Regions from separate parts of the Sus scrofa genome. Here regions 2 and 3 are each linked to region 1. A link is a contact called in public HiChIP or PLAC-seq data. All regions are on one chromosome and are shown on one strand. Each heading gives the region's core, a stretch centred on a gene start, on an enhancer-like site or on the middle of the called end of the contact. The rest is flanking DNA. Distances are from core to core; before and after follow the strand shown.

Region 1 (3,325 bases), core at 462-2,961:
GCAGTCTCTTCCTCTTTCTACTCGCCACCTTTCTAACCTTGGCTGGTGATAACCTGGCTTATAAACATTTTAAGCAATGTAAGATTAAGCTGGTTATGGGAAGACCCTAAAACTATTTTCTAAGAAAAACACAGGTGGTTTGGTGCAGGGATTTGGTGACTTATTTTTATTGTCCCAAGGCCTTTTTATTTATTTCCAGGTTCTCAGCTACTCTTCTGAAAAGCAAGGTTGCAGGAAAGATGGACAGGTCATACTGCAGTATGTCTGATCACTTTTCATTTTTTGTAAGAAAAATAGCGTTATATCTGAAAAGGCACTCAGCAAAAAATTAAAGTGAAGCAACATGAATCATAGGATTTCCTTGGGATATAGATGAGAGAGGGAGAGAGCGCAATAAATAAATATTACTTTTACAATCAAAAAAGCCATTTTCATTAAAAAATAAATTGGAAAGATCCAATGTCACTGACCTAGCTCAACGATTTTCCGATTTCCTTCTAGCATATTTTATTTCATCCCTTTTTTTTTTTTTTTTTGGTCCATGCCAGGGCCAGGGATCCAATGCGAGCCACAGCAGTGGCCAAGCCTCTGCAGTGACAACGCTGGATCCTTAACCCGCTACACCACAAGAGAACTCCGATTTTGTTTTTTACTATTATAGATATTGTATTTATGGGTTTTTATTTTGATTCACACTTGGTTTGCCATAAGTAACCTACAGTTACTCTAATACTGAAAAATAAACGGAAAATATGAAATGCAAGAATGCTAACGATCAATAGAGTGAACGGCCTGTTGACCTCTGCTCCACTCATTTTATACACGTTCCACGAATAATACCCAACCTGGATGGTGTTATGGCTCAAAACACTTTAGTTCATTTCACTTTCATAACAGCCCAGTGAGGTGGGGGCACCTTCTGGAAGGTAAAATAACTTGGTTAAAGTCACTGGCTAGCCCGGGGAGAGGTTCAACAGCCTGGTCCGGAAAACAGGAACAGGTCTTTGGAGGCGCTTCTAGTTACACGAGAGCTTTTACTACGCTCTGGCCTTTGTTTCCTCATCTGACAGTTACCTTCACAGACTCAAAACCTGCCTCTTCCCATCGAGGCACAGGGCGGCCTGGGGAAACCTGTAGTTCACACCAAAAGCCAACAGGCTCCATGCCCAAGGCCCCAGTGCCAAGGCAGTAAGAAGAGAGAACACGGTCCGTCCCTCCCGCGAGCAGCGGCTTCTGCAAACTGGCCCCAGACTAACCTGACCAGGTCGGTCATGCAGGAGCCCACCACCACCACTGCCGCCGCCACCTGCTCCTGCCACTGCCTCCCGGGTTCCCCAGACGCGGCCATTGCTCTACGTCGGCGCTCTCCAACCAGGAGGCTGCCCTTTAACCTTTGCCCGACCCGGTAACCAGGGACGCCACTCCTACGCTCCCTAACGACGCGGGCCTTGCAGGACGTCCGTGCGGGTCGCCCACCTGAATGCCCGAAATAACCCCGCCCACCAACTGCCCCCAGTTCTTCCAGGAATTGTCTCCCTGCACAGCTTCCCGCTACAGAGCCCTCCTGATCGGTCCAGACTCCGTGCTGCTTGCCGCGCACGAGGCAGGCGCCGAGGCAGGAACTTTCAGGCACTGCGGGGACGCCTCTCCGAGCGCCTGGCCTGGCGCGGCCGGGGACGCGCACGCCGCCCGGCTCCTGGGCCGCAGAGGGGGCGGGGCGGGACGTCCGGGGGGCGCGCACGCATCCGGCCCGCGGTGCGCGCGCAGGTTGGTGCGTCGGTCGGGGGCGCGCTCGGGTAACCTGTACCCCACGTAGTCGCCGGTTACCGATCGGACTAAGCTCCAGGTACCTGGACTGGGGCTGGTGCGGGGAGGTTGGATCCCGAGTCGCACAGGTGGTGCTAAGGACAGTGGTTTAAATATGCCCAGGGCTCGCCTCCTCTTTCTATAGAGAAGGCCCCTGTTCCAAAGATGCCCTGTTCATTCCCATCATGCTGGCTCCCTAGAGAACGAGCCCCCAAGGCCAGAGGCTGCTCTTTCCATGCCTAGCCCGCCCCTGGTCCCTGATTAAGCTCAGCTCCTTCCTCCTTCCCGCCTGATGAGGGGATCGTACAATTTGGGAGAAGGAAGAGCCTCTGGTCCCTTTTAGATGTCCCCCTTTGGAGCGGGATGTCATTCTTTGGGTTCGAGTCGACTTGTTTTTCTTGAACATTGCCCCTTGGAGAAATTGCTTCCCCCGTGTAACTTCCCTCGTGCGCTGCGTGACGTCGACGTGACGCAGCAGGACGCCACCCCTTTCCGTTCCATGACGTAAGCTGGGCACATGTTTCCGTGTTTGTCATCCCATCTTAATTGCAAGAAACTGACGATGCTTCAGACGTCTTTGTATTCCCCAGGCTGCCCATCAGAGGACCTCATGTGACCCTATTTTGAGGCAGCAGATCCCTATAAAAATTGTATTTCTGCATTTTCCTTCTGTAATACGTCAAAATCAGGAAATAGAAATTGCACAATTAGCATTCAGGGGAGGCTGACCACCGTAAATTTTTGCCTATCTAGGATCTCTTATTGTGCTTCGATGTGTAAAGTTACTACTGGGGGTTGAACCCCCATCCGTGTCCCTTACTCAAAAGGATTGCGCCAAAGAACCATCTTTTTTGGCTGTTTGGTGACCTGTGATTTTGGAATCAGTGGTTTTTTTTTTTTTTTTTCCTTAGAGAAGTCACAACAGCTCCTGCTGAAACATTTTAATGCTGCATGAAATCTTGCACTGTCAAAAGATAGTGTTCTGGCTGTGCTGGAAACAAAGACAAATTCATTCCTTCAGGTGTCATTCTAAGGTCATGCCAGTTGCTGAATTGAATGGGATGTTGTCACCTTAAGTATAGTTTGGTTTCTGGAGCAGGTTTGTTCCCTTTAGTGTTTGCCTGGTGAATCACTAGGCTTCAGCAGTAGACCAACAGTAGTCTAATTTGTTTCTGGTTGTCAAGCAACCATTAGTTTAAATTGGTGACTTTTTTGCTCACATTTTACTAGATGTATGCTTTTTTTTTTTTTTTTTAAAAAAAGCACATTCACTTTGATGCTTTTATTTTTTTGGTGATTGAAGTTATAAATGTTTATTTGAGAGGAAGATGGGTATAGTGGACTTGGAGGGAGATCTGGATTTGAATTCCGATCCTTCTTGCTAGATTTGTGAATCTGTGACTTTGAATAAGTTACTCAATCTTGCCCAGCTTTGGTTTTCTTATCTGTGAAATGGGAATAATACTCTTAACCAGAGAACAGGGTAGTTGTGGGGAAATAAATGAAATTACAGATAGAG
Region 2 (3,457 bases), core at 399-2,898, 490 kb after region 1:
GGGCCGGAATGTCTTGCCTGGTTAATTTCGTCTTCAAGGCTGCTCCTAACAAATTAATTGCAGGGCCGAAAAAGGGAGGGGGGAAGCAGTGGGCAGCCAGCCACGGAGGGGAAAATAGGCAGGCCGGCCCCGCCCGGCGGCGCCGCGCCGGGCCAAGGCCCGGCCGCAGGGAGGCGCGGATACCCTGCGCGCCCAGGGCGCCCGCTGCTCCGGGCGGCGCCGCGGAGGGCGCCGACGACCGCGCGCGGCCGCACCCTCCCTGCGAGCGGCTCTGCGCGCCCGGCTCCCGGCCTCGCGGTGGCGCCGCGCTGAACCGCCCGTCTCGCTCTTCAGGACTGTGATTATTTTCTAAAACCCTGCGCAGGGGCCCGCGTGGCCGCTCTCGGGGGCCCCGCCCCGCGCCCCTTCCCAGGGCGGTGGAGAAGTAGGGAGGCCGTGGCGCGCTCTGGAGCCGGCGAGGGAATCCCTCTCCCTCCACGTCACCCGAAAGCGAGGGAACCCGCACGCGCGTCCTCTAACGCAAATGACCATCTTTGGCAACAGGCGCCGGTGGAACAGACCAAGGGCGCAGGGCCCAGGGGGGTGGGCGGGGGTGGGGAAGGGCCGGGCTGCCTCGGGTCCCCCAAACCGCGCTCACAGCGCTCCCACCCCCTCCACCTCCTTCCTTCCTCGCGCAGGGTGTGCGGCTGGCGTCAGCGCGGCCGGGAGCCCGGGCAGGGAGGGGAGTGCTGCGCCCGCCTCCTCCCGCGCCTCTTCCTCCTCTTCCCCCTCCTCCTCCTCGGCCCTCTCCCTCCGCCTCCCCTAGCGCTCCTCCCGCAAGGTGGAGTCTTGGGTTGACGTGAGGTACAGGGGCTGGAGAATAAAGAGTGGAGTTGAACTCGTGCCATTGTAGTGACTCATCTCGGGCAGAGCGCTGGGGCTCCGAGCGAACCAGCGAGCAAGCAAGCGGCGCTCGGCGGGGACAGAGAGAGGGAGAGAGAGAGGCGCGGACGGGCGAGGCGGGCCCGTCCGGGAGCGGGCGCCGGGGAAGGGGTGCAGGTCCGGGCGCCGGAGCCGCCGCAAGGGGAGCGGGCCCGCGTCCCTCTCCGCGTCAGCTCAGCTGGAACCCCACGGGCCGCGGGGCGGGCTGCCTTCACCTAATCAAGTGTCCCTGCCGCTCGAAACTCCGGCGGCGAGTCGGCCACAGGAAGTTTATTCTCAGCTCCTTTTCTAAAAGGAGGAAATAGAAGTTTCTCCAAGCGGGCAGCCTTTCTTTTCGCCTTTTTTTTTTTTTCTTCCTTTTTTGCCCTGTCTGAAATTGGGGGCCCCCAGACCTGGCAGGCTTGACTCGCCGGGCTCCTATTCTTTTTTTAATTTCCAATTTTTGATTGAGCCGGCGGTCCCGGCTGGGCTCTGATTGCGCGCGGGGGCAGGAGGGCGCGCGCAGGGGAGGGACCGAGGGACGCGCGGACTTTTTAGAGGGAGGGACCGGGTGGACAACTGGTCCCGCGGCGCTCGTAGAGCAGGAAAGAAGTGCAGCGCTCGGCGCTCGGGGGGCACTGTTCTCGGAGTGCCGCCGCCGAGGGGGAGAAGCCCGGGAGCGACGCTTAGAGCCCCAGGCGCGGCCGGCAGGGAGCCAGCGCGCAGCTGCCGGTGCGCGGCCGCGGCGAGGGCGGGGGAAGAAAAACACCCTGTTTCCTCTCGGGCCCCCACCGCGGATCATGTACCAGGATTATCCCGGGAACTTTGACACCTCGTCCCGGGGCAGCAGCGGCTCTCCTGCGCACGCCGAGTCCTACTCCAGCGGCGGCGGCGGCCAGCAGGTAGGTGCGGGCCCCGGGTGCACCTGGCGCCGCGGGTGGACCCCCCGCCTTCCTCTCGCCAGGACTGCCTTTTTTCCCCCCCTTTCTTTTCCCTTTCTTGATTTGGCGAGAAAATTCTTGCGGCCTCCATTGTAAGTTCTAGATTTTCATCTTGTCCTCCTGACACCTCCTTTAACCTTCCCCCATCCCCCGCCAACACTTTTTTTTTTTTTTTTTTTTTTTAAACTAGAGCGGCGAGTGGGCTGGAGAGCCAACAAACCCTCGCCTTCACACTACATCCTATACAGACAAGCTCCTGGAATTGCAGGGCCTTTTCCCCAGGACCCTGTACCTCTCTCGCAGGAACCCCGTGGTTAGACCCCCCTCCAAAAAAAATCTTTGCACCCACGGGCACCTCCCGACATCCAGGGACCTTATTCCTGCGAAAAAGCCCTCTCTCCTTCGGTCTTCGTTCATTTCTGAAAGAACTTGGGGACTGGGAAAAATGGGCTCCTTCAAGTAATCCGGAGCGAGGGCGAGGGTTGTCGCTCTGGGAATCAGGTGCGAAGGTCAGGAAGGAGGAGGTCAGCCTTGATTGGCTCAGGCTGCGCCTTTCTCCCCCGCGCCCATCCATCTCCTGTTAGGGTCACAGAAGGAGCCTGCACAGCCGACCAGAAGGGGCGCCTTGGGGGTCTGGGAATATCTGGGGCCAGGACGCCTGCAGAGAGGGGACGGTGGGGGGGCGGTGGGGGCGGTGGATGAGACCTCGCTTAGGCTCCTGGGTGGTTCTGGAAGCCGGAAAACAACTTGTTTCTAAAGCAGGCGGACTGGTTTGCACCAGAGGGATTTTGCCTGAGATCTGTGTGTCTATAAATACCGGAATAAATACCAGAAAGGTGCTGCTGGGTTGGTGGTGTTCGTGGGGTGCCTGCCCTCTGCAGCCACCACTCCCCCCCACCCCCCGACCCCCACTCTTGGGAGGGAGCTGGCTTAACCAACAAGGTTGCTGGAACCTGAAGCCCGCCTCGGTCAGGATCTGCAGAGTCTCTAGGCAAGTTGGCTGTCTCGAGTTGCGCTGGTAAGATGATGATGGCTTTGGCTTCTATAAGCCAGCCAACCAGGAGGGCCTGGGGTGGACTTCTGGGGAGGAGGGACCCTGAGGGAGAATAAAATGGAAAGGGGGCTCTCTTTGGTATCTGAAGAGGGGTCTCTTATTCCAAAGTGGTTCCCCATACCTGGTGAGTCCTTAAAATGGCTTTTCTGTGTCTTCTTTTTACCTGCCCCGGTGTCCCCTTTAGCACCCCACTGTAGAGAACCTGGTTGGTGCATTGAGGGTACGGTCAGAGCACCCCTAATACTGAGCACTAAGGTGATGCATTTCAAGTCTTGTCCCAAAGTGTTTGATTTTTGTTTGCTCTCCAGCCCCATTGGTGGTTTGTATTGAATCCAGATATCATTAAGCAGCGGGTGGGAGTCATTTATACCCATTCCCTCAGTCTCCATTTCCACAGCACCCCCCCCCCCCATCTCCGTTCTCCGATGGGAAGGGAATCTTCTGATGTCTCATCTGCTCTTTTGGCTGCTGTTTCTATGGCAGTCATCACTGAAATGTTACAACGTCGCCGCCTGGCTTTGCTCAGACCCTGGGGCCTGGATGGGAAGTCCGACCGGACATC
Region 3 (3,795 bases), core at 532-3,031, 500 kb after region 1:
ATGGGGATAATGAGGCTTGCAGAGCAGGCAGAGTACTGGGGAGGAGTAATTAGGCAGAGTTTGGAGGAAGCTGCTTAGCTGGGTGGGGCCAGGCCTGGCTGGCACGAGGGGGCTCTCTGGGGAAGCCGTCCCAGCTCATTCTTTCAGGCCTTGGCACTGAGTCAGGGCTGACATGATAAATGCTGCTGTCATACCTGGGCTGGTGAGTCCCTGACCCGCGGCCGTCCTGCTCTCCCTTCGAACCCATGACACCCCCTTCCAGGGGGTCCAGCTCCAAGTGTTGTCGCAAACCAGCAGTGAGCTGCGTGTCCTGGGACCTCTGAGCCACGCTCCTCCTGCCTCCCTGCCCCCGCCCCGTCCTGGAAGGGCTTCTTCCCCTCCTTAAAATGCGGGTAAAAGCCAAAAAGCTGGTGAGCCATTTACTCAAGCCTGACCGCGATCCTTGCCCTTGACCTCTAGCTGTCCCCTGAAGAGGAGGAGAAGCGTCGAATCCGGAGGGAGAGGAACAAGTTGGCCGCAGCCAAGTGCCGGAACCGTCGCCGGGAGCTGACGGAGAAGCTGCAGGCGGTGAGGCGCTCTGCTCGGGGTGGCCACCGAGCAGGGACCCCGGGGCTCCTGGCCCTTCCCGTTCCTTGCCCTGGTGACCTACGTATGAGTCCATGCACACAGACCCATTCCTTCCTTTGAGCACACGGGTCAGCCCTGCCCTGATTAAAGGGGTGTCGGGGGTGTGGCCTTGAGTACCAGCCTCAGCCCCTTTCTCCCTCAGCGCCCAAGACCTGCTGGGACTCCTGGGTGAGGGATGGCAGAGGCTGCCAGTCTTACTGGGCCCTGGGAGCCCGGGCAGGCCCAGACCTGCCCCCTCCAGGGCACCTTGCCCAGATTCCAGCTGCCCCCCATGCCCGCTGCAGCAGGAGCGGTCCAGCCTAGCTTTAGCATCTTGTCTGGGCAGCAGAGACACCTGCTGTCTGGGGTCCTTCACCTCTGCAGCGGTCTTGACGCTCTCTGGGTCTCATGGGAATGGGTCACGTGCAGCTGAGCTGTACTCTCTCGGGGTTTTCTCATCTCCTTTGTGGGCAGGAGGGTTCCCCGCCTCTGTTGTGAGCCTGAAGCTGTCACTTTGGTACCTCATTCTGCCTTTGTGAGTCATTCTTTCTCCCCGGCTGCCTAATTGCCCACACCTGGGGGCCCGTGGCCCTGCGTGTCCCTCGCAAATGCTTGACCCGATCAGCGTCTCATAACCTCCCTCCAGAGCCCAGCTCTACGGGATGGGCCGTGGGCCATGGGGAGGAAGTCCAAAGCCAGGACTGGCTCTCCCCGGGGTGGAACCATTTTCAAAAGGAGAAGCGAGAGACTCTGTCGGTGGTCCTTACCGTGACCAGCCAGGCCGGTGCTCTGGAGCTCCCCATTACCTGGCATGTCCCATTACTTCATTTACTCCTCCCAGGTACCATCCACCTGCCTCTGCTCCGCTGTGTCCACCGCAGAGCCCCTGCTCTTGGGTCTTGAACCTGCGCTGCGTGAATTCCATGGCACCTGTAGTCATGTGCCCTGGAGGTGTTTATAGAATCGGGAGGATGGTTGGGGGGGGGATTCTCTGATGCCAGGTGAGGTGGATCCCTTAGTGACCAGCACTCCACGAGGAGACCCCCTCCGGAGCCCACCCTGTCACTGACCTTTCAGGGACCATGCGCCCTGGGTCTACCTGGGCCCTCCTCCCACCAGCCCCAGAAGAGTCTGCCCTCCGAGGCCCCTATGCTTTCCTTTCCTCTCTCCCCCGAGAGCCTCACACCCTCACTCCCCCGCCTCCCCACGACCCAGCCACCAGGCCCGTGAGCCACATCCTCTACAGGAAACCTCTCATAAGCTCATGACGTTCATCAGACCCTTGCGATAGATGGAAACTTTTTTTTTTTAACTCCGGAATATGCTGTGCTCTGCGTAGCGAAGCTCTGGCCCATCATGCTGCCTGGTTCTCAAAGAGGAATCTGTGTTAGGGAAAGGTGGCGAAGAGGCTGGTGTGACACACATGCCTTTTCGTCTTCCGTCACTACCGCCTCCACGTGCATTTGCTGCTTCTCTGGCTTTGTGTGACAGGAGGGGCTGCGGTCCTTGCAGTGGGTCCCTGCCATCCTCACAGGCCTGCTCAGGCTGTCCGGGGTCTCCTCTGTTCAAGCGCAGGGGCTGAACTGGATGTTTGCCCAGGGTTCTGTGAGTCCTGAAACATATGCTTTTTACTGGGAGCCAAAAAGGGAAGAGGAGCTAGAATATGATCCAAAGGGGATGAAGTGAGCACTTCCTACAAGCCAGGCGCTGTCCGGGGCTCATGTGCGCAGGCAGAAACCTCCACGGCCACGTGGCTTAGAGCTTAGTGTCTCTGTGTCCAGAGTGAGCTACAAGAAGGGGGTGGGGCAGCTGCATGCCTTCCCCTCAGATCTCACTATTACTCACCCCTCTGGGGTCCCAGGGGGCAGTCCTGCCACCAAGGCAGAAAGTGTAGTGGCATGTCGACTCTGGAGTCAGCCACACTGGGGTCAGATCTGGGCAACCCTACTTGCTTGCTCTGTGACATTGGGCAAATGATTAAACCTCTTGGAAACTCAGTTTCCTGATCTGCAGAATGGGTTGCTGATAACACCTGCTTCAAAAAACTGCTACATTGAATGAGAGAATGCCTGTGAAATGCTTCACACAGTGCCTGGCACAGAGGAAGTGCCCGGTCATGGCAGCTACAATGGCTAATTCACCCTTCCTCTAAGCTGACTTTCCTTTTTTTTCTCAAACTGTTACTCCTTTGGCAAGTAAAGGAACCTTGAAGCTGCAGGTGACTCCGAAGCAGTGGGCTGTGAGCGGGTCCTCTGAGGTTCTGGTCGGTTTTACCCTTTTCACCTGGGTTTGACACCCCCCAGCCCACCCCCTGCTGTCCCTCACCCACCCCTCTTCCCCTGCAGGAGACAGAGGAGCTGGAGGAAGAGAAGTCGGGGCTGCAGAAGGAGATTGCCGAGCTGCAGAAGGAGAAGGAGAAGCTGGAGTTCATGCTGGTGGCCCACGGGCCTGTGTGCAAGATCAGCCCTGAGGAGCGTCGGTCCCCACCGGCCTCTGGGCTGCAGCCCCTGCGCAGTGGGGGCAGCGGAGGCGTGGGCGCCGTGGTGGTGAAGCAGGAGCCCCTGGAAGAGGACAGCCCCTCATCCTCGTCCGCGGGGCTGGACAAGGGCCAGCGCTCCGTGATCAAGCCCATTAGCATCGCTGGGGGCTTCTATGGGGAGGAGCCCCTGCACACCCCCATCGTGGTGACCTCCACTCCTGCCATCACTCCGGGCACCTCGAACCTCGTCTTCACCTACCCCAGCGTCCTGGAGCAGGAGTCACCGGCGTCGCCCTCCGAGTCCTGCTCCAAGGCTCACCGCAGAAGCAGTAGCAGTGGGGACCAGTCATCAGACTCCTTGAACTCCCCGACTCTGCTGGCTCTGTAACCCAGCTCCCTGGGGGGGTCCTCGACACTGCCTCCTTCCCAGGGACCAGCACCTTCCAGCGCTCCAGGGCCCTGAGGGCAAGAGGGGACCCTGCCGGAGAGCTTCCTGGCTCGGGGGAGACCCAGGTGGGATTTGGCGGTGAGGCATTGGAGGACTTGGATGGTCTCTTGAAAGCCGCAAGACCTCCTCCCTCGTTCATCCTGCAGAGCAAATCCTGTTTCTTGAAAAGCCTTGGAGAACTTGGTTTGGTGGACTCGGCATCTCTCTGGCTTCTGAAGAGCCTGAAGCTGGTGTGGACCGTTCCCGCCCCTTTCTCGTGATG

Evidence for each region. HiChIP or PLAC-seq counts read pairs in DNA pulled down with a chosen protein or histone mark.
Region 2: an H3K27ac HiChIP or PLAC-seq map of alveolar macrophages shows a contact between it and region 1. The contact joins the promoter of FOSL2 here to the promoter of BABAM2 in region 1. A contact is called at or near these places in 4 of 5 promoter capture datasets (fetal liver, fetal skeletal muscle, liver and 1 more), 15 of 47 Hi-C or Micro-C datasets (alveolar macrophages, brain, embryonic fibroblasts and 9 more) and 2 of 2 datasets of contacts at active chromatin or transcription factors (alveolar macrophages and skeletal muscle).
Region 3: an H3K27ac HiChIP or PLAC-seq map of alveolar macrophages shows a contact between it and region 1. The contact joins the enhancer-like site here to the promoter of BABAM2 in region 1. A contact is called at or near these places in 4 of 5 promoter capture datasets (fetal skeletal muscle, liver and skeletal muscle), 7 of 47 Hi-C or Micro-C datasets (fetal liver, fetal skeletal muscle, liver and 4 more) and 2 of 2 datasets of contacts at active chromatin or transcription factors (alveolar macrophages and skeletal muscle).

What each region holds. Positions count from the first base shown.
Region 1 is chr3:111,326,800-111,330,124 of Sscrofa11.1, reverse strand. It overlaps BABAM2 (BRCA1-A complex subunit BRE), which reads left to right and starts at 1,711. Exons shown (of 12, transcript XM_021088348.1): 1 at 1,711-1,846. It overlaps RBKS (ribokinase), which reads right to left and starts at 1,349. Exons shown (of 8, transcript NM_001315776.1): 1 at 1,257-1,349. The coding sequence starts at 1,348.
Region 2 is chr3:110,841,094-110,844,550 of Sscrofa11.1, reverse strand. It overlaps FOSL2 (FOS like 2, AP-1 transcription factor subunit), which reads left to right and starts at 1,648. Exons shown (of 4, transcript NM_001315740.1): 1 at 1,648-1,802. The coding sequence starts at 1,701.
Region 3 is chr3:110,824,612-110,828,406 of Sscrofa11.1, reverse strand. It overlaps FOSL2 (FOS like 2, AP-1 transcription factor subunit), which reads left to right. Exons shown (of 4, transcript NM_001315740.1): 3 at 460-567; 4 at 2,952-3,795. The coding sequence ends at 3,473. Among named protein-coding and RNA genes, the nearest start is that of FOSL2, 16 kb to the left of the region's middle. Within about 2 kb of position 1,781, at least 18 of the 83 cell types and tissues checked have an H3K27ac peak or open chromatin away from gene starts, as enhancers often do. A contact at or near this core is called in alveolar macrophages, liver, retroperitoneal adipose tissue and 1 more, where this site is marked.